Linked DNA regions of Mus musculus: regions 1, 3, 4, 5 and 6 are each linked to region 2. A link is a contact called in public Hi-C and HiChIP or PLAC-seq data. All regions are on one chromosome and are shown on one strand. Each heading gives the region's core, a stretch centred on a gene start, on an enhancer-like site or on the middle of the called end of the contact. The rest is flanking DNA. Distances are from core to core; before and after follow the strand shown.

Region 1 (3,504 bases), core at 893-3,392, 520 kb after region 2:
CTCTTGTCTCTACCTCCTCAGTGCTGATACTATAACCTGTGGCATGTGTAGTTCTTGGATTGAACCCAAGGCCAGGGCTTCATTCACACTAGGCAAACACTCTTCCAACTAAGCTATATCATCAGCCCCTATTGTGTCCTTTTAAATATGTCCATATAAAATTATTAAAACAGAAGCAGAAACTATTTGAAAAGAAACTTGTAGTTCACAGACAGCCACAGGCACCAGCCATCATAGCCCACATCCTTCTTCTGGCATCTGACTGATGGACTCATGGGAGGTCAGCTCAGCTCCAGATAAGACATCCAGAGAGCGAAGAAGGACCTGCAGCTGTGTTACAGTGATTAGCCAGACTGGAGGCATAGGCAGAGCGAGGCTGAGTGGGGTCTAGTCAGCCAGCCACAGAGACAAATGGAGCAGGAGTTTGTAAGATGAGGAACAGGAGAGAAGGGAGGGAGACAAGGGTTGGAAGCTGTGATTTTAGCTGAGCACATCCCACATGAGATCTGCAACAGCCAGTATACAAGAACAAGGCAAACCTAGCATCTATACAAGCTTCCTAAATTCACAATGACTATCTCAGTCTTGCTGGACCTTGAACTGGTCAGTCATGGACTTATGCTGAGCTGCCTATTGTGTGAATAGTGTTCATTGTGAGTCCTTGGGACTCGTTCTCTGCTGGGTATCTGTACTTGGCTCCTGCAGGCAGGGAATGTCAGCAGGATCCGTGGAAATATCAGTTGCCTCTGAGGAAGAAGACTAAGATGTTGTGTTCTCTCGACTGCTTACTTAATTTTTGACACATGATCATTTCATGTAGCCTAGGCTAGTACTGAACCTGCTATGTCAAATAGGATGACATCATGCCTCCTGCTCGTGAGTGCTAAGATTATAGCCATGGCCTCCAGTTTAGAGCCAGTTGATAAAGTGCTTGGGGTTGGGCCCAAAGCAGCATGCATGGTAGACAAGCCGTCTGCTGACTGAGCTCCACTATAGTCTTCAAGTGTCTTACGTGAGATGAATTTCACATTCATACATCTGTATCAACCCCACAAGCCTTCATGTTGAGCTATTAACCAATTAAGGTTACTGTTGGTCTAATGGTCTACATGCACTATGAACCCTGGTCGATTGCATAGCATCTTGCTGCTTCCTGACCAGATATCTAAGAGTCCTGAGTCATATGTTCAGAAGGTCATTCTTTTCTTGGGCCAGTTGCCAACTTCCCATATCTTAGACAATTATGAAATGAAGAGAGTTTCTTCCCTTTTACTGAAAATATGTGTCGTGTCATTGGGACACCAGTGGTTATTTTTCAGACACACTGGCTGTCTAAATCCACATCGAGGAATGAAGGTGGAGCCAGCGACAGGAATGTCAGACTACAACAGAGCATGCAAACATAACATCGCCAGCAATCATCAAAGCCAGCCCAAGCCTCTGAAGCCTGCAGTGGAGACAAATGAGCTCATGTTGTGTGCACAACTAAAAGAAGATGCAGAGCTGGTTGGGAACAGGTGGGAGATGGGCAGCTGACAGATCCATCGTGAAGGATACAGAAAACAGGCAAGCAGGCTGGGCTCAAAAAGCTCATTATTCCTGAAAGGAGCCCTCTCAGCCCTGGGTATTTCAAAGCCTCATGGCAACATTGAACTTAAAGTTCCCAGAGGTGCCATGTGCTAAAGAATATTAATAAGCCAGCATTAGTTGGGCATTGCATTAATTACAAGAAGGTTCAATAATAGCTAAGCAGGGTTGGGATGGGGGAATCCAAATACTATTTTCTCTGACAATATCCTTACACTCAGTGTAACCGGCTTTCTGTCATAGTCAGAGAGTTGACATCATCTGGAGGATAATGAAGTGCATGGTCATCTACTTGCATAATTGATTTTCATTCGTTGGGGCATTTATACTACTGACTACTAATTGTTTGAAGATAGGCATGACATTCTCTTCTTTTTTTTTTCCTCTCATTCTTCAGGTAGTTGCTTAGGCCCATGGATATAAAACAAGGCATCTTCAAAGCAGAGCACTGAAAATAGCAGTAGGTGCCAAACTTTCAGAATATCCAAGGAGTGCTTGCTTCTGATCCTCTTTGTTACTAGGTTGCCATGGTGACGAGAGGGTTTGGACTCCAAGGAGACTGGTTAATAACCATGATGCCACTTCAAGCAAGGTCACTCCCTGATAGACACTGTTCATCCCCCAAACTCAGAGAGATCCCATAGTCTATACACTTCTGTTTTTCTTGTCTATTGTCTCAGCACTGGAGGGCAATGTACCAAGGTCACAACATCTGACACGGGTGACGTAGGAAGGCAGATGGGGCAACAGAGCTGTCTCAGGAATAGGGGCAGATTTCTACCCGCAGCTTTTCACAGCCATGGGGAGTGGGCTGGGGAGCCAGGAGATCTGCGTCCTGGGAGAGAAAGCGTGCTAAGAGTTTCAGAGGAGGACTTAAAGGCCTGTTTTGTTTTGTTTTCCTTTCCAGAATAAATCTTTCCCTGGGCAGCACAGATTATAAAGGGGCACAGCCACACTCTAACCCCAACCTGTCAGGCAAGCTCTGGCACAAATTTAATCTGCATGCTTTTCAAATTAGTTCCTGTCTTGAAGACCCTGCGCTCATTCACATCTCAGCATTCCCTCGGGAGTCTTTGCTGTCTCTTCACCTACAGGCTTCCATACAGACAATAATTGCTTCCCTAGCAAAGCCTCCTTCAAAGCGATGGAAAAGCTGCCAGCTAGCATCACCAGGAAGGAAGAAACCCCAGGGAGCAGACTGGGCTCCAGGACTCCTCTGTAGTGCCCATCCCCTTTGCTTGGAAGCAAACAAGCTCACTGTGAACCCTAGCCACACGGCTAGCTACAGGAAACTTTCAGCCTAAAGTCATAATTCTAACTTAAGGTTCTAAGGGCACAACAGATAAGGCACTTAGCAATCCCATGTCACCATCAAGCCCGAGTGAGGCCTTTCCTGGTGCCTCAATAGCACCCTGGCCACCTAAAAGTAATATCATTCACCCTATGTATAGCAGTGGCCTTCCGTGCCTGGCTCTGTGGGGCAGGTTGACTTCTGCTTTGTCGTGCACGTGTTGCACATGAATGTGTCCTTCCAGCTGTCTTCCCAACCTTAGTGTGGATGTAATAAATAAATATTTGTGTCAACATTCAGAACCATCTTGCAGCCTCAATTCTGCTACTCATTCATGTAACACACAGATATCTCAGGAAAGCATTCTCAGAATTGATTGATTGATTGATTGATTGATTGATTGAATTATCAGATCAGCTCTACTTGGAAGAAGTTCTGGTTAGTGGAGTTTTTTGCTCCTCAAGACTTAAGTGTGAATAACAGGCTCTTGAGTGGCTTAAAAGCATACTTAGGCTCTGAGCCTCAGGCTTCCTATAGATAAAATGTAATTTTGCCTATGGTTTAGATAAATAATTATATCTTACAATGTCTGGCACACACTAAGCATGTAGGTCAGATGAATCCAG
Region 2 (3,557 bases), core at 1,034-3,533:
CACTAGCCGGATTGGCTGCCCACCATCAGCCAGATGACGCCATGGGAGAGGCAGGGCTCAGGTAATGGAAAGATACCCTGACGCCTGCGCACACTACTTGTTTTTCACCACGAGCAACAGATGTCAGCGCCATTTTGTAATGGCGACCGTGAGGGCGGCTCCTCACACTGGCTAGTTTTGTGTCAACTTGACACAGCTGGAGTTATCACAGAAAAAGGAGCTTCAGTTGAGGAAATGCCTCCACGAGATCCAGCTGTGGGGTATTTTCTCAATTAGTGATCAAGGGGGAAAGGCTCCTTGTGGGCGGGACCATCGCTGGGCTGGTAGTCTTGGTTCTATAAGAGAGCAGGCTGAGCAAGCCAGGGGAAGCAAGCCAGTAAATAACATCCCTCCATGGCCTCTGCATCAGCTCCTGCTTCTTGACCTGCTTGAGTTCCAGTCCTGACTTCCTTGGTGATGAACAGCAGTATGGAATTATAAGCTGAATAAACCCTTTCCTCCCCAACTCGCTTCTTGGTCATGATGTTTGTGCAGGAATAGAAACCCTGACTAAGACAATGGGTGAGGTGGGGCAGAGGAATGTGCAGTGTTTGTCACATGGGATGGAGTCAGAAAACAGGACTGGGCTAGCAAACCTTAAGGCCTTCCCTGTGTGACACACTAACTCCAGCAGGCTCCACCTCCTAAAGGCTTCATGACCCTCCAAAACAGCACAAGCAACACATGAACCTGTGGGAGACATCTTAGACTCAAACTTTATGACAGAAGGGTTGTTTGATAGCCCTCCACTTGGATAAGCCCCAATGTGTGTTGGGGTCCTTTTGTGACTTCATGGTCATCTCCCTAACCCCATACTTACTCTCTCAAAGTCACCTACTCCATCAATTCTGCCTGGCTACTTTTCAAATCCTAATTGTGTTCTGTATCTTGCCCAATGTTTGGCACTTCTAACAATTAGCATAAAGGTCTGACATATAGTAGGTGGTCATCTGCTCCTACATTAGCATAGACCTATAGTGTGCCAGGTGTTGTGAAGGGCACTGGGCACGCTGTGGTGTTAAGCATCTACCTTCGGGAGTGTTTAATATACTGTCTCCCTGGTGTGACAGGAGATGAGATACAGACACAGCTCCAGAGAGTCACTTCTCAGGTCTGTGAAATGCTGTTCCCTGGAAAACAGCTCCAGGAAAGTAGGCTCAGGCAGTGCGGAGCACCTGTGCAGACAACAAGGTCTAGTCCTCGGCTCATAGCAAACAACAATCACAGGACATATTGGGCCTTGTCGGGTGTGTGTGTGTGTGTCCAGAGTCTGTCTTCTGGAATGAGTAGGAGAGTGTGGAAGTCTAAGATGATCCTCAAGCGAAGACATGGAGCTACTAAGTCAGGGGCCTTCATAATTCTCCTTGAATGCTCACAACTTTGTGATGTAGGCTCTGGGGTTCATACACCCATTTTACAGACCCAGAGAGATCGACTTGTCTGCGGTGGCCAGTGAGCTGGCAGCAGGGTACATGTGATGCCTGGACGCCCATCTCTGTTTTTATTTTTTCCCCTTTCTCTGATCTTCCTGCCTCTGCTTCCTTTTCAGCATGCTGGGATGGCAGGCTGTGTGCCGTCCACCCAGTTATTGTGAGAACCCGGCCTAGTGCAAGCCCAGCACAGTCTACCAACTGCTCTGCCTCCCTAGTCCTGGACTTTTCAACTCGCAATGGGTGCTTTGGGTTGTAGGTTCAGAGCACAGACTGGAGGTGATATCACAGCTCTGAGTTGCCGGCCTTTTGACGCTAGCCAAGTCACTTTTCCAAGTCTTGATTTCCTTATATCCATAATTCTAAGCCTTCTTGTGAGGTAGCAGTGTGACGGCCCAAGTAGAAAAGATTCTAAGAGAACATGGTAAAGCTCTCAGAACACACAGCGGCTGCTGCCTCAGAAAAAAAAAAAATCCCAAAGTTCTTTTCTTTTTGTAGAAGCTGAAAGCCAAAGGGTGGATGATCTCACCTCCTTCCCCGGAAGGAAGATGCAGAACTTCCTGGGAACCGCACATCCCTCCTTCCTCCTCCGAGTCCAAATTTCAAGAAATGCAGCTAAAATTGGCCCTCAAACAGCTTTTGCAGAGCACGCCGCAGCTTTTTTTGGGCCTAGAGAGCCAGTTTCCATGATGAAAGTGGCACAGAAGGAGAGACCCAGCTAAAAACAGCCACCGCCCAGGCTGGTGTTAACAGGATGCAGCCTACCCTAAGATCTGGCAGTTCATACGCCCAGGCTTCCGCAGCTGATTTGCGCATCGCCACTAGGTGGTAGCATCGCGACATGAGGCGCGGGAGCACACTCCAGGACCCCAATGACCGAGAACCCTGTGAGTGAGAACATTAACCTGCCTTGGAATTCGCCACTTCATTGTCTTGCTTTTATTTTGGGGCATGCATTTGCATTACAGGAGCTCCACCGAAGAGTACTTCTTTTAGGGGATTGGGACCCAAAGAGGTCTTGGGCATCCTGGCTGCAAACACCAGACACCCTGAATCACCTAACCCAGCAGGTTTCACCATGCCAACCTGGCTTCTTTTTGAACATTCCAAGCAGAGGCGTCAGAGTCTAGAGGGAGAAGGTACGCATTTGGAGTAAAAGCCAGCTGTCTCCTTTTCTGGGTGCAGGCAGTGTGGCTGCGGTGTCTCAAGGCCACTGAGGCATTATAACCTAGACCCTGAGCAGGATATGAAGGGACTGTTTTCAGAACAAAGAGGACTCACTGCTGTTTCTACAAGTATGTGTGAGGCACATGCATTTGTTAAATGCACTTGCCTGGGCCTGCAGAGTATGGGAGGCCAGAGATGACATTGGGTTGTTATCCTCAATTGCTTCTCCTTTTTATTATTTTGAGACAGGGTCTCCCATTGAATCTAGAGCTCATCTGTGGCTACACTGGTTAGCCAGGGAGCCCTGTAGTGCTGGGGCGATTTACTTTCTTCTCCGGGAGGCTGGGGCTCCTAACTCAGCTGAGAACTTACTTAACCAAGCTTGAGGGCTCACACAGCCGGTGTTTCATCCACTGAGGCATCTCCCCAGCCTCTATTGTCTATTGTCTATTACAGTTCAGTTTCTCTCTGGTCCAGTGTATAGTAGATGCTCAACAAACACACATCACGTTTTCTCATCTAAAATGCTTGGGACTAGAAGTGCTTTGGACTAGGATGTTGGAATACATGCACAGATACAGTGGGGTGTCTTGGGAAAGGGCCCTGAGTCTGAACCCTGCATTCAGGTATGTTCTGTATGTATCTTTTATGCATAGCCAGAGGTCAGTTTTATAAACTTTTCCATGCACCTGTGTTTTGACTGCAGCTGTCATGCAAGGTCACATGTGGAATTTCCCACTCGTGGTCTAATTTGCTCAGTTTTGGATTTTGGATTTTTGGATTATGGATATTTATTATCTTAGTTTGGGGACCACAGAGGAAGGTGGACAGGGTGGGCCAACACTGTGGACACCAGGAGTTTTCCTTTAAGAAATGTAAATTCTAGTCCCTGTCTGGCCACCACCCGAGGCAGAACCTCCT
Region 3 (3,500 bases), core at 316-2,815, 660 kb after region 2:
CTGCATCACAAACACAAAGACACACTGGGTGCATACATCACTGGCTTATAGAAAGGCAAAGGAAGGTCTTTCTCACAGGAGACAGGGGAGGTAACAAATGGTGAGGACCTGGATGTTGGATAGATATCCACCCCCCCACCAGATCCTTCTAGAGGTGAATGGTATGTGCATATCTGATAGTGATGACTAACGTGTACTTCTGGAGGCTCCCCAGAAAGACTCAATGCTCTGGCAAAGGTCAGTCCATGGGTGTCATGGAAACAGCATGGACTGTGATGGTCACAGAGCTGTAGGTCTGAATAAGCATCTCTCCCTTTGCAGTCGTGCAAGCCCTTCATCACAGGAGCATCTGCTTCCTCGTCTGTCCCATGATGCAATTCCACCTAGCTTCCTATGATGTTCGGAGAATCAGGCAGAGCATACATAGCAGAGCAAGTACCGGGCATATAAGAAGGACCTTGGGCTTCTACTTCAATCACAGAGAAGGGGAAAGAAAGACGGAGGCAGCAAACCGTGCTGGGAAAAGGAATGGAAGAAAAGAGTAACAAGAAATGGATGAGCAAAATGCAGGACTGAGCAGGGAGAAAACCGAAGGGGCCAGAGCCAGTGATGGAATTAGAAGCACCATCTCAAGCCCTGATATGGTCCCATTTAAGTTGCAAATGAAGGTGAACTTTCATTAATCCACAGAGCGGAGACTATTACTGCTTAGCACGCATCAAGACCTGTCAAAATAGAATCGATTGTACTCCCTTTGAGCAGCAGCCAGCATCTCGGTGAAATCAAATTGAAGGCTGTGTGTTTTGAACTTTAATTTTATTTGACAGTTTATTGGCACTGTTCACATACTCGCCGGGAGGAAGCTGCCCCCACGCCTTGCTCTCTCCTTCCTCCTCCTGAGCAGCTGCCTACACCACAGGTCAGAGCTTTATTTGTGGTAGCAACCTCAAGGAAAATACCTCACTGGAGCCAGCTAAGTGAGGAGCACAGGCTTGTCTGTGTTGATGTGACCCGCTCACCTCTCCTCCAGTGACGTGAGTGTCACCAGAAATGAATCCAGACACACTGAGCACCAGAAGGTGATAAGGGTGAGGAAGAGAAGAAGAATTTCTGCTCTCTGAGATTACCTCATCATTTGCACTGGAAAATTTTTGCTGGCTGTAAAGAAACATCCCATGTGGCTAATTACAAAATTGTCTAGCTTTGGTGATAGCGTTCTTTTTTAGACACAGAGGTTGGCAGACTAATTTGGTGAAGCAAACATGCTCATCTAGCCCCGATGTTTGATATAAGCTAGGAAAATGCAGAGTCCGTGGAATTCTTTCTTCATTCAGCATTGATTTATTGAATACCTACTATGTGCTGGTATTAGCTTAAGGGTAATGATGAATCAAACAGAATGGTTCCTGCCTTTGTGGTGCTATCAGTGAGTTGAGGGACAGTGATCAAAATAATAATACCAATTATATAAATAGATTGCAAAATCTTGCTGTGGGAGAGATGGCACAGCTGGTGAGTGCTTGTAACACAAGCATGGGGACATGAGCTCAGTCCCAAGAATTCATGTGACAAAGTAGGGCATGGTGGCACCATGTAATTCCACTGCTGCTGAGAAAGGGGCATGTCCCTGGGTCCTCCTGGCCAGCCAATCTAATCAGTGAATTCCAAGCCACCATGAGATGCTCTTGAAGACAAAATAAAAAACAAAAACCCCACGTTCACCTCTCCTCCCAAACAAATAGTCAGCATCCTAGCATCCTGAGAAACAATGCCCAAGGCCTGAGTTTTACCTCTAGCTCTCTCTCTTTCTCTCTCTCTCTCTCTCTCTCTCTCTCTCTCTTTCTCTCTTTCACGCACGCACACACACACACACACACACCCCACATATGCATACACATGCATACGTGCATACATAAACACATTTTTAATGTGCATTTCCATTCCTTTCCTTTGGTCTGGACCTTCAAGAGAGGCTAGGTGGTTGAGTGGATAGGACAAAAGCTCTGACAGTTAAGGCCTTTTGTGTGTTCTTGCCAGCTTTACCTTTTAAGCTGAGTAACTTTGGGAAAGTAACTTAACCTCTCTGGGCTTCACTTTTTTTGTTTGCAGAAGTTCAGAGAACAACCAGAAATCTCATTGAAGACTGCAGTGAGGTCTAAATGAGACAAAAATGTAGACAATGCATCCATGGAGCATAAAAGCATGAACATCTACAGCAGATGCTCATTCTGTGGTTAGCATGTACAACAGAGCTCCAACATCACCTCATTTGAAAAGCCATCCTTGCTGTCCCCACAGACAGTTCACCCTGTGCCTGTCTCCACTCTGGCATTCCATATTATTGGTACATCTGCATAGCTGGGGAACACCGTCACTTAGTCTGTGTGCCCTCTCTAGACCCATATCCTTCATGATATACATTATAGTGCCAACTTCATAGTTCAACACAGAGGCTGTGCAACTATCCCATCTCACCCAGTAAAACTAACTATTGCTCGTAGCTCTATGAGACACAAACTTGCTGTCTCACCACATTCTCTCTGGGTGCTTCTATTCATTCATCCTCGACAGCCAAATGATAGCATCAATTCCCATCCTGACTTCCAGACACAGCTTCCTAACTCCCAATACACATAATATGAATATGGATCTGAGCTAAGCCAATGAGAGGCATCCATGGAGATTGTGCTCAGCCTATTAGCATACAGCTGTCATGACCTTTGGAACAAGCTGTGAGAGAATGACTGCTGAGCTAGATAATGGAAAGATCAGAACCATAAAATGAAGGCATCCTTTATATTTGTGTTTGTGCATGTTTGTGCATGTGTGTTGTATATATGTGAGTGTGTGCATTCATGAATGCATGTGTGTTCTTGTGTGTTTGTGTGTGCACATGCATGTTCATGTGTACATGTACAGATTGTGCTTTTGTGTGCATATGTGTGTTTACATCTGTGGTGTGGTATGTATAAGTGTGTATGTGCAAGTGTGTTTGTGTGTGCATGTTCTTGTGTGTGTACACTTGTATGTGCATGTATGTATGTGCTTATGTGTGCTTGTGTGTGTGTGTGTGTGTGTGTGTGTGTGTGTGTTGGGGAAGGGTTGCAAATACAAGTAAATATGCTTGCAAGTAGAGGCCAAAGGTCAGAGTTGGATGTTCCCAGGCACTGTAAGCTTGTTTTGGTTTTGTTTGTGAAAGCATTTGTTTTTATTTTTGAGATTATAATTTAACTACATTTCTTCCTTCCCTTTTCTCCCTCCAAACTCTCTCATGTACTCTTGTTGCCCTCTTCAAATCCATGGCTTCTTTTTTTTCATTAGTTGTTATTGCAATGCTTGCATATACATTCCACAGTCTGTTCTGTCCATATAATGTGACTTGTATGAACATTTTCCCTGTTGACTGTTAGTCGCTGGACAACCAAGTGGTATACCACCTCTCCAGTTCCTACCATTGTTCTTTGTGCACAGTTGTGGCTTGCCTTTTGAAACAGAGTTTC
Region 4 (3,527 bases), core at 844-3,343, 610 kb after region 2:
GCATGATGGTCCAGAGCAAAGCTCCAAGAACAAGTTCATCTCAGCTTTGAAGTTCACTGGTTCTGTGCTTGAGCAGTAACATAACCAGTGATTCCCCATCTGTATAGCAGACATGCCGATCTGCAAACTCAACAGGTGGCTGTGAAGAATCCATGAGGAGGGACAGGGAAAGTGCATGTATTACATTCAGGCAAGACTTGAGAGCCACCCAGCAACTACAAGTGAGAGAAACAGGAAACCAGCTGGCACAATTGTCACCCAAGGATGGGGCTCTCTAACAAGCTTTAACACTAGACTCACATGCATTGTGCCTCCCTGTGAAATACAACCTCATTCTCTCCAGGGAATCTGCAGACGGAGCCTGGGAACCATGGCTCATGGACATGGTACATGTTCCAGGATGCCCAAGGGTATCCCCGCATGGGCTGACATTAGAAACCTGCCAGGAGGTAGTGCTGAAATCCCACTGTGGTTTTGGTGACTTTCATTGGATGAACAGTATCAAGAGGTGATAAACCAGGTCTTTGAAGGTGTTATTAGCTGAGGATCTTTACATAAAAAATATCAAGTATATAATGGCCCTCAAGCTAAATGGCCTCATCGTTATAAGAAGAAAAGATACCTAGGGAGAGAAGGCCATGTGGACAGGACAACACATAAGAGAGAGGAAGTTACAAGCCAATGGAACCTGGAGACACCAGGATCAGAGGCTGGAAGAGGTGAGAAATAGTCTCCACTTGTGAACTTGGCAGGAACATGTATGTCCCCACTGGCACCTTGACTTTGGACTTTTGGTCCCCAGAACAAAGAAAATGCTTTTCTATCTGGAAAGCCGGAATTCTGTAAAAGAAAAAGTGCTTATTTTGAGATAGGGTCTCAGTGTGTAGCCAAGAATAGCTGCAAAGTCATGATCCTCCTGTGTCTGCCTCTCAAGTGATAAGCCAGTGTTTAGATCACAGGTATGTGTCACAATGCCCAACACCCACCTGAAGTTCTCTACAGGAGGAAGATGGTGGGGCATTTCTGGATTTGAAGTTGGACCAAGGGCTCCCTTCATCGCACAATGTGCACTAGATGATTTTATGGCCTGAGGTAACCCCGCTAATGAAAGGCTCCTTTTCCCAAAGGCTGATGAGAAGAGATGTTGGGAAAAGACCACACAAGGTTGACACTTGGCACTGTGACCATTTCAAGTATCTGACAAGTAGAGGCCTGTTTGCAATTTAGCTGTTGGGAGAAAAAGAATCTGTTACTAAGACACAGACGGTCAAGAACTTCGATGCTCTGCTCCTAATCCTGCACCTTGTAACAGGCAAGTCTGACCTGTCTCAAAATCATCCCCTTCGCAGGCAAAAAAGAGGGACCATGGGTCAGACTCTGAATACTGGCTCTGCTTCTTGCAGATCTTTGGGCTTGCTGCTGCTTACTTAGTTCCAAGCCTCGATCCCTTCTTCAAAATGGAGAGGTCGCATATCCAGCAGTAAAGAAACAACCATAGATTTGAAGTTTCCATGTGGGCTTAGCAAATAGTGACAGGAGACACACCCGAAGAATACAGAATCTGGGCTTGGACAATGGCCCAGTCAGTAAAATGTATGATTTGTAAGCAAGAGGACCTGAGTCCATCCTCAGAACCCAGGGCCATTATAATCTCAGTTCTGAAGAGTCAGAGATGGGCAGACAGACAGTCTACCTGACTTTGTGAGTTCTAAGCTGGTGAGCGATCCTGTCTCAAAAAACACAGTGGGCAGGGCTCCTAGGAAGAATGCACTCATGCACACACATGATTAAAAATAAGAATACAGAATCTTCCAGGGAGTTCTTAATTCTTTGTGTTTCTCAAGAGAAACCATCTGTGAATAGTTCTACAGTTAAGGAATCTAGTTTCATCTGGGGGCTTCATTTGTCTTTTCCATCTCAATGGAAGGAGAGCTATTCTTTTAAAAATAGCAATGAAAATTTCAAACAAGGGAAGAGATGTGTTGAAATGAAAACCTCTACAAACTTTGTACCAGCTTTATATAACAATGGGCAATTAGAGCCAGCCAGGCTGTGCGTTGTCAAAGAGATGGCCACCGTTGTTACTGTATTTAAGTTGTGACTCAAAGCATTTGGCTCTGGAGTAGGACTTATTCTAGATACTGTGCTCCATCACTCTCTGCCTGTGTCTTCTATTTCAGAATAGAAGATGGCAATGTCATGGTCACATAGCCCTAACACAGGGTGTAAATAAAATTGTGCTGACCAAGCCCTCCCCATACCCAAACAGGACCTATGCAAGGTCAATGCCCAATAAATGTTACCCATCGGTAAGAAATACCTCACTTAGTTCCCAAAACAATTCAAAATGTAATAAAATGAGCTTCAAATGGGTAAAACAATTTGAGTTAAGTACATTCGGATGTGAAACAGCATTAAAGGCTTCAGGGAAAGCCAGGAAACCGAGATCCACATCACACACTCTCATAATTGCTGAAGGAGAATCACAAATTGAACTATGAATTTTCAAGTCATAGTCCAAGCGTAAAGCCAACCATTACTAGTTGTGAGACACACATTGTCCACAGGCAAAAGTTTGACTTAGATGTTAATGGTACAGAGCCTGAGAGATGAGACAAAACGACAAGCTCAGCAGAATGCCTTGCAAGAAGGTTGTCAGCAAGCTTCTGGATGTATCTAATTCACGTGTGTGTGTGTGTGTGTGTGTGTGTGTGTGTGTGTGTGTGTGTGTGTGTGTACGTACATGCGCATGCAGATATACATGAAGCCAGAGGACAGCCTCAGAAACTTCACCCACCTCCTCTGGTCTAGGGCTCATCGGACTTGGGACGGTTAGCTAGGCTGCCCAGCCAGTGAGCCCAAGGACTCTCCTATCTCGACCTCCCCAGTGCACATGGCTACATTCAGCTTTCTATGTGAGTTCTGGAGATGAGCTCAGGTTCTTGTGCTTACAGGGCAAGCTCTGAACTGACTGACCTGTCTCCTCATGGATGTAATTCCATTTCATCACCTTTCTTCCTCTTCTCGTCCCTCAGTCTCCATCTCTGCGTTTACAGAACCGTGAATACACTTCATTCAATGTCTCCCCCTCCTCCAGTTTTCCTATTTTTAAACACTTTTTTTTATGGAGGACCTTGAAAATTTTTTAATATTCTTTTTGATGGAGTTTAACAGGAAGTCATTCCAAGGACAAAAAGAAGAAAGATGTCTCTGCTTTCTTGAGTTTTTATTAAGGGGAAAAAAAAAACCCTAACCGTATGATGTGGTAGCAATTATTTTTGAGCTGTATTTGCAGCGTGGGGGTGGATCTCAGAAACCAGGTCATTGTCGATCTGCTTTTCTCTCGAGATGATGCGATCCCATTTAGAACAGCTCGCTGAGCGCTGATGTCTACGCCCGCTTTCGAACTCAGCAGCTGAAAATGAACCATGCATGCTTGATTCTGTCTGACTGATAAAATATAGCAAATAAGCCCCACTCAGATGGTATCCTTGAAAGAACTTGCTTGGCATAGCAACCATCCTGAC
Region 5 (3,260 bases), core at 365-2,864, 830 kb after region 2:
ACATACACACACACACACACACACACACACACACACACACACACACACACACACCAAAAAATGAGAGGACACTTCACTGTTCACAAAAATATATCCATGCTACTTTTCTATGCAGCAAGGGAAGAAAAGGTGAGCAGGTGCAGGTAGCAAAATGTTCAGTAGCAAAATGTGGTCACTCACACCAGCACATGAGAGGTGGAGGCAGGAGGATTGCTATGAGTTCCAGGCCAGTCTGAGAAATGATGTGAGACTTTGTCTCAGACCCTCCCATCCACCTAAATAAATACTGTTTACTTGGCACAAGACCATTTTTTGACCTATGAGAGCTCTTGTTATGACTACTTTATAGTTATTGTTCCATGATTGTCATTAGATCCTAAAGATTGAATGCAAAACACGCATCACTGATTGGGGCATCAACAGCAGACACTGAAACGAAGGCTGTGCACAGGACATGCACAGTTCTTGGGCACTTCCAACAGATGAAATCAGCTCCAGTACAAACACCCAACATACTTGCAATCAGCAGCAACATTTGCACATAAACAACCCCCACCCAAGGCAAGAAAACAGTTCTCAAAATAATTGAACCAGCCCAGCCTTCTAGCCCAGTGCTAGTGGCAACTTATTCCTTCTGAGAACATAGCTGCGGCTTTTTGAGCCCAGCCTGGATGGAACTTGGAACTACCAAAGCCAGAAATTTCTTGTCCTGAATTTACCTCATCTTTCTCCCAGAGTGGTTTGCATAGGAGAACAAAGAGAAGATATAGTCTATGGTTACAAGCTTTCTACTATAAGAAGAATATATTCAGATCTTGATCCTGAGCAGACCATTGACTATAGCCAATAATACCATAGCATCTACTAGAAATGTATAAAGACAGTAGTTAGGCAGGCAGGAAGATAGACAGACACAGGCACACATGCACTCATGTACACACACATCCATGCATGAACACACAATGGGAACTACACCTTGTGATAAAGCGCTCATTAACTAAGTAGCAATAACAATTTCACAACCTCAGCCAGACATTGTGGTTTACATCTATAATTCCAGAACTTTGAAAGCACAGCCAGGAGGATTGCCACAAATATGAGGCCAACATAGGCTACATAGGTAAAGAAACCTCTTCTCGGGTGATTGAGGAGGAAAGGGGGGGTAGCAATTCACAATGTTAGCAAGTCTTGCTGGTACAGGCTGAAAATCCTGGCTAGTATAGAGCGTAAGGAAATAGGAAAGCCAGCCTGTGCTACAGAATTCTGCAAGCCAGCCAGGGCTACATAGTAGGATCCTTACTCTAAGAGAGAGGAAGGAAAAAGCAGAAAGGAAGAGGGGGAAGACAAAGAGGGAGACTAGGAGAGGAAGGAAGAGAAGGGTGGGAGGGCAATGGTTGAGAAAGAGGGAGAAAGAATAGAGGAGGGAAGGGGAGGCAGATGGGGGGGGCTGTGACTTGAGTTGTTTCAAGCACTGGATCCTGCTCTATCAACAATCCAGCCTCCAATAGAGCTTCCTGGCTGTAAGAAACAGCAAGAACTGGGACCAGTCGCCCTCTCTTCAAGATAGCACTGTTCCAGCTGAAATGCTGTATGGAAATAGTCACAGCCCGCCTCCACAAGTCTTTACCACCACATCACACAGATGTCTTTTAAAAGCAGAGGCTGCAGGGCCCCAGTCTCGAGCAACTGAGTCAGCAAGCTCTTTGGGGTGCTGGGGTGCATGAAGGGTTAGAGGCCACAGATGTCAAGACAAACCAGCCAGCAGAGAGAGGTTGTGTGTCCATGGATATGTGTGTGGCTGTCCACAGCAGATAAACACAAATTTGAAGAGTAACTATTTAGAAACAGATGGCAGCCTAGTATCAAATGCAACATCCAAACACAAGAGGTTTCTCTCAGTGTTGATTTTCTTGTTACCTGACAATAAAGGGTTTCAACACAGACATCTGTCCTATTACTGCCATTCAAGAACTTTGGTCACCAGATTCCAGCTCTGCTTCTCCACAGCTGCATACTCTTCCCCATCCACTGATATTCCACGGGCTCAGTGTCTTCCATCTAGAGACTGTGAATCCACATCTCCACCCTTCCTTTGATTCTTAAGAAGTTCAAACACCAGTGGTACCAAACAATGATAGTACAAATGATGAAGAAACATAACATTGAATCTTTGCATATTATAATTTTGATATAAGGTATGGGAGTCTTTGTGCATGCAATAAATGTAAAACTAGAGTTTTCTAAATTGAGTTTCTGAACCACCAAGGAGGAACACAGGCTCTGAAGTCAGGAGATCAAATGTGTGCTTGGCTGCTCAGTAACCATGTAATGCAAAGTGAATTAATTAAATCGTGAAATGAGTAATGCAAAATGAGGGTAAGTCGTCATGAAGTGGCCTATGATGTTGTAAAGAGGAGATACGATTAAGTACATAGAAAGCATGGAGCCAGGGCTTGTCCCTGGAGCCAGGGCTTGCCCCCTTGAGGGCTCCATAGGCAGTGTTAATTTACTATAATTGCTGTCAGCATTAATATCATTGCTGCCCCCTGCTGAAACTGGGGTCCTCCCTGCAGTAGCCACAGCTGCGTGCAGTCCCCTGCCCAATGATGGGACACGATACAGAGCTGTCCTGGTTTTTACCCAGGTGCTCTACACTTTTTCCACCATATACTCTGGGGTTCTCACTGTCAACCTCGGAGTTAAGCCATTAAAATCTAATCATCTGTAGTGTGCGATAGTCATCAGGCTGGACTCCTAGATAAATCCTGTCAAGGAGAGGATGATGCAGAATCCTACACACACACACACACACACACACACACACACACACACACACCATATATTTGTCCCCTCTCTTATCTCTTATCTGTCCCCAGTGGTTGACATCTTGAGCAGGATCCATGATTATACAACATATGATCAGATGGATAAATACATACTGTGGCTCCATTTTTACACACACACACACACACCAACACACACACACACACACACACACACACACACACACACCTCTTTCTCGCCATATATGATCAGTATAGCTAGATGACAGAACATTTATGTTTTTATGTTTAGACAAGCCAGGATGCCCCCTTACACTTCCCGAAATGTGCATCTTCAAACTAGGGTGGCCAACAGCATTCTCATGCCTGGAAGAAAAGGGCTCTGTCTATGAGCAATGAACAACCACCACATATTGAGGCTTCGGATTCCAAATGAACTCTGTAGGCTAAACATGGTGTGCATCATCAACAAAGGAC
Region 6 (3,535 bases), core at 195-2,694, 890 kb after region 2:
TACACACATACTAGCACTTGCATACATGAACGAACACACACACACACACACACACACACCTTATAAAGAAGAGACACAAGACTCAGGACTTCAGTAGCCCAAATTCAAGTGGAACTTGAAGATAAGGGGTTAGTGAATGCAGTGATGTCTCAGTGTAATGCGTTGATGAGCTAGACAGGAAGAGAATACACTAAATTAGGTGCCCAGTGGAGACCTGCTAGGGTGCTAGCCTTCAAGCTGAGTCCTGGAGGATAAGACCATGCCTATGCAGAGGTGCTGTGGTCTCACCAATTGGATACCTTTGGCATGTATACATTAGTATCTTACACTTTCAGGTGCTGTCCAGAGAGTCAGGAACTTTCCAAGGTAACTAAGTTCTTATCTGTAGAACTTCTGTCCTTATCAAAGAGGCCTAGGAGAGCCCTACCTCATCTCTCATGTGAGGACATTAGAAAGTGACACTTACCTATGAACCAAGAAACAGCCCTCACCACATACTGCATCTGTGACCTTGAACTTGCAAGGCCCAAACATGAGCTTTATGATTTGTGATTGAGTTCTTGTCAGAGAACCCTGACTCTGTGCCTGACTGGCCAGAGCCTAAGCACATCACCGTGTGAGCTGCTTCATCTCAACCAGTCCACAGGGATGACCATGGAGCGGAACTCAACATGCAGTGTGAAGTTACTGAAGTCGGCACATCATTTTAACTGTTTGATTGAGAGTACTTGCTGCTCTTCCAGAGGACCCAAGTTTGGTTCCCAGCACCTAGACCAGGTGGCTCACAACTGTCTACAATGCCAGTTTGGGGGCATCTGATGCCTTCCACTGGCCCCCAACCCCAACCCCAGCATGCATGTGATGCACAGATATATGTACAGGCCCAACAACCATATGTATAAAATAAAATAATATAATTTAACAAATAGATTATTGAATAAATGCATGATCTACAGCAAATGTTACACAAAGCCATCTCTTATTTGTGAACCTCCTTCCAATTACCTAGTTGCCTGGATTCAGCCCAGTGCAGGGAGATCTGAGTCCCCTGTAGAGTCTCCTGTTATGGTTCTCACTTACAAGCCTTCAGCCAAATATTTATGAATAAGCAAATAAATGAATGTGTGGGCTTGCTCACTGCCTTATCTTTCAGCCACTGAAGTATATATACCTCCTTGTGAGTAGGTTTCCTCTGGAAGCAAGGGGCCTAGGCAGGCTTTACCATTTTTTTTGCAGAATAAAAGATGGAAGAGAAATAGTTATTAGCTACTGTTTTCTGCAAACGCCTAGCCATCTGCACCCCGTTACCTAAGCAGAGTCCTCTGTGGGTGCCAAACTTCAGAGCCCAGAAAGTTGGAAGGGATTCCAGGCTTGGATCCCTCAGGCTAGGCTATTCTTGGAAGCCGAGCCCTCACCTGCCACAGGAGAATGAGTCATGCCCGGGTTGAAGGCTTGATTTCTCTGTGAAAAGGAGTGGATCTGTACACCTCAGAACAAAAAGAGGATCGGAGCTCTGCCCCAGTGCTTCTTAAATCAGTGTCTCTGTCCCCAAATCTTCCCATTACAGCAGGATGGTGCCCAGAACCCTGTCACTAACTAAAAGTCCACCTTGAAGGAGATGAAGCAAGGTCAGCTACACTGTTCTCTTATACCAAATCCCCAGGCCTTCTCCGGCCCTGTGGAGCAGTTCTCAGCCACAGCTCCCCTCTCTAGGCTAAAGCAGCCCATTAGTTTCTCTCTGTGACCTGTGTTCTGTCCCATCTTCACCTGATAGAACCCACCATGGCTCCTAAAGATGTGGGCTAAGGGTGACAAACCCCTTGCTTTCTTATGTTGGCCATGTTCTTAAATGATGACAATCTGCCCCATTTAACATGGGCAGTTTCTATGATTTCATAGTCTTTGTCCCGAGTTCTGAGGAAGGCACCTGCATCCAGATATGAGCCATCCAGATTACTGGCAAGGGTCAGAGGCAGCTGGGACAGAAGGACAGCTGATGCTCTGGATGGCCTCGTGAATTCTACTTCCCTCCCTGCTTGCTCATCCCAATCACTGTTTCCATGCACATTCGTAAGCTCTGATTCCTACACATGCGCAGAAAGATGCCTCAGGTGAAAGTAGCTAATAAAAAACCACATTCAATCAAACTGTCACTTTGTTTATGAAAAAGTATGGAGTGTCTAGAAGTGGCAGGAAGGAGCGCTGGAGATTAATTCTCTAAAGTCGTTCTGATTAGAAGAAGAATTAAAACATTTACAAAAAGGAAAGTTTGTGACCCACGGAGACCCTGAAGCTGTGCATTCTTGAAGACAGCTTGGGGCAGCTGTAAGTATATCTTGGTGCAGACCAAGCTTCTAGTAGAGAGGTTTTTTTTTGTTTGTTTGTTTGTTTTATGTTTTTTTTTTTTTTGAGAAGAAATGTATCTGGATTGGATTGGGCTCAGCCACATCTCTTCAATACCTACTTCATTCATAAGGACACCTGTCCTAAAGCAAGTGCTTGTGGTATCTGAGTCACTCTGTGCAACTAATTAAGACAAGCAGGTCCTCAGACCCTCGGGCTTTAGGGAAGTCACACATCCTAATGCACAGAGTAGTCACAGGTCTAGACCAGAGTGGGAAGACAAAGTCTTACTGTGCAGCCCACCTTGGCCTCAAACTCATCTTTCTCCCGCCCAGCATCTCACTGTTGGGGTCCCAGACACGCAGTACCACACCATCTTCATTTCAGACTCTGTCTGAAAAACAGGCAACAGAATGGTAGCCCATGAGTTACATAGAAATGATAAACGGGTGTCAGCCAGCCGCTAAGTGGGTGTCACCTGTCACACAGCCATGGATGTCTGATACACCAGTGAAGTACCAATTATTTCTAAAGAGGTTCAGCTGGAGATGACATCAGCAGTACCAAGACAGCGACCAGGCACTCTGTGTTCTCCTGTGGCCTCCGTTAGTGATAAGAAAGTAGGAAAGCCTGCAAACCTACCTCACCCATTTCTTTCTCCTGCCATAGGCATTTTAAAAATTAAAGGCCGCCATGGGCAGCCTGAGCCGACTTGATCACAGTGATTAAACGAGCTTCCTCTAAGAGCAGAAGAAGGAGGGCCCTCTTGTCGGGGAGGGATTGGGGCAGGTTGCTCTTAGCCAGAAATGGGAGGGGGACCTGTTTTCTAAAGAAACATTCAAGTCTCAAACCAAAAAATAAAATAAAATAAAATAACCAACAACAAAAACTTCAGCCAAGAAGAAACTCCCACCATTTGGCATTTTCAGGAGCTGGAGCCTGGCCGGGCATGCAAATCTCAGACAGATGTGCAAGACACAACACCTTATGTGAGTTATTCCAACCCTGGCTCCGGGAGGTGGCAGTAAACATGGAGAGACAGCACTGCATTAAGCACTAAGCTGTTCACTTGCATACAACCATTTGGATCACAGGGCACTTCTCTGTCTGAAATTCCTTGTGTGGCTACCCAATACACAAAAGATGGGCTCTCCCTGAGGAAGCCAGGGCTAGCAGCCCGTGTATGTTACTT

What was found. Hi-C and Micro-C count contacts between places; a contact is called where the count stands out from the background. HiChIP or PLAC-seq counts read pairs in DNA pulled down with a chosen protein or histone mark.
Region 1: an H3K27ac HiChIP or PLAC-seq map of neural progenitor cells shows a contact between it and region 2, with 11 times the contacts expected there. The contact joins two enhancer-like sites. A contact is called at or near these places in 1 of 39 promoter capture datasets (stem cell-derived epiblast-like cells), 1 of 15 datasets of contacts at CTCF or cohesin (stem cell-derived epiblast-like cells), 14 of 484 Hi-C or Micro-C datasets (cortical neurons, embryonic stem cells, forebrain and 2 more), 3 of 115 datasets of contacts at active chromatin or transcription factors (embryonic stem cells and neural progenitor cells) and 1 of 9 other capture datasets (embryonic stem cells).
Region 3: a contact with region 2 is called in a Hi-C map of cortical neurons, with 2.4 times the contacts expected there. The contact joins two enhancer-like sites. A contact is called at or near these places in 1 of 15 datasets of contacts at CTCF or cohesin (embryonic stem cells), 3 of 484 Hi-C or Micro-C datasets (cerebral cortex, cortical neurons and embryonic retina) and 3 of 115 datasets of contacts at active chromatin or transcription factors (SST interneurons, embryonic stem cells and neural progenitor cells).
Region 4: a contact with region 2 is called in a Hi-C map of cortical neurons. The contact joins two enhancer-like sites. A contact is called at or near these places in 6 of 484 Hi-C or Micro-C datasets (cerebellum, cerebral cortex, cortical neurons and 2 more), 3 of 115 datasets of contacts at active chromatin or transcription factors (embryonic stem cells and neural progenitor cells) and 1 of 9 other capture datasets (embryonic stem cells).
Region 5: an H3K27ac HiChIP or PLAC-seq map of SST interneurons shows a contact between it and region 2, with 8 times the contacts expected there. The contact joins two enhancer-like sites. A contact is called at or near these places in 3 of 39 promoter capture datasets (cranial neural crest, embryonic stem cells and hippocampal neurons), 4 of 484 Hi-C or Micro-C datasets (embryonic fibroblasts, embryonic stem cells and palatal mesenchyme), 4 of 115 datasets of contacts at active chromatin or transcription factors (SST interneurons, embryonic stem cells and neural progenitor cells) and 1 of 9 other capture datasets (embryonic stem cells).
Region 6: a Hi-C map of cerebral cortex shows a contact between it and region 2, with 3 times the contacts expected there. The contact joins two enhancer-like sites. A contact is called at or near these places in 2 of 39 promoter capture datasets (cranial neural crest and frontonasal cranial neural crest), 1 of 484 Hi-C or Micro-C datasets (cerebral cortex) and 1 of 9 other capture datasets (embryonic stem cells).

The regions. Positions count from the first base shown.
Region 1 is chr16:9,531,524-9,535,027 of GRCm38.p6, forward strand. No RefSeq gene overlaps it. Among named protein-coding and RNA genes, the nearest start is that of Gm41418, 250 kb to the left of the region's middle. Within about 2 kb of position 2,143, at least 12 of the 459 cell types and tissues checked have an H3K27ac peak or open chromatin away from gene starts, as enhancers often do. A contact at or near this core is called in cortical neurons and neural progenitor cells, where this site is marked.
Region 2 is chr16:9,007,333-9,010,889 of GRCm38.p6, forward strand. It overlaps a transcript of Gm30444 not described here. Among named protein-coding and RNA genes, the nearest start is that of Gm30444, 12 kb to the left of the region's middle. Within about 2 kb of position 2,284, at least 24 of the 459 cell types and tissues checked have an H3K27ac peak or open chromatin away from gene starts, as enhancers often do. A contact at or near this core is called in SST interneurons, cerebral cortex, cortical neurons and 1 more, where this site is marked.
Region 3 is chr16:9,669,911-9,673,410 of GRCm38.p6, forward strand. All of the region lies in intron 5 of Grin2a (glutamate receptor, ionotropic, NMDA2A (epsilon 1)), which reads right to left. Among named protein-coding and RNA genes, the nearest start is that of Grin2a, 320 kb to the right of the region's middle. Within about 2 kb of position 1,566, at least 29 of the 459 cell types and tissues checked have an H3K27ac peak or open chromatin away from gene starts, as enhancers often do. A contact at or near this core is called in SST interneurons and cortical neurons, where this site is marked.
Region 4 is chr16:9,622,473-9,625,999 of GRCm38.p6, forward strand. All of the region lies in intron 11 of Grin2a (glutamate receptor, ionotropic, NMDA2A (epsilon 1)), which reads right to left. Among named protein-coding and RNA genes, the nearest start is that of Gm41418, 340 kb to the left of the region's middle. Within about 2 kb of position 2,094, at least 11 of the 459 cell types and tissues checked have an H3K27ac peak or open chromatin away from gene starts, as enhancers often do. A contact at or near this core is called in cerebral cortex and cortical neurons, where this site is marked.
Region 5 is chr16:9,840,092-9,843,351 of GRCm38.p6, forward strand. All of the region lies in intron 3 of Grin2a (glutamate receptor, ionotropic, NMDA2A (epsilon 1)), which reads right to left. Among named protein-coding and RNA genes, the nearest start is that of Grin2a, 150 kb to the right of the region's middle. Within about 2 kb of position 1,615, at least 7 of the 459 cell types and tissues checked have an H3K27ac peak or open chromatin away from gene starts, as enhancers often do. A contact at or near this core is called in SST interneurons, where this site is marked.
Region 6 is chr16:9,901,832-9,905,366 of GRCm38.p6, forward strand. The region is part of intron 3 of Grin2a (glutamate receptor, ionotropic, NMDA2A (epsilon 1)); the gene reads right to left. Among named protein-coding and RNA genes, the nearest start is that of Grin2a, 92 kb to the right of the region's middle. Within about 2 kb of position 1,445, at least 17 of the 459 cell types and tissues checked have an H3K27ac peak or open chromatin away from gene starts, as enhancers often do. A contact at or near this core is called in cerebral cortex, where this site is marked.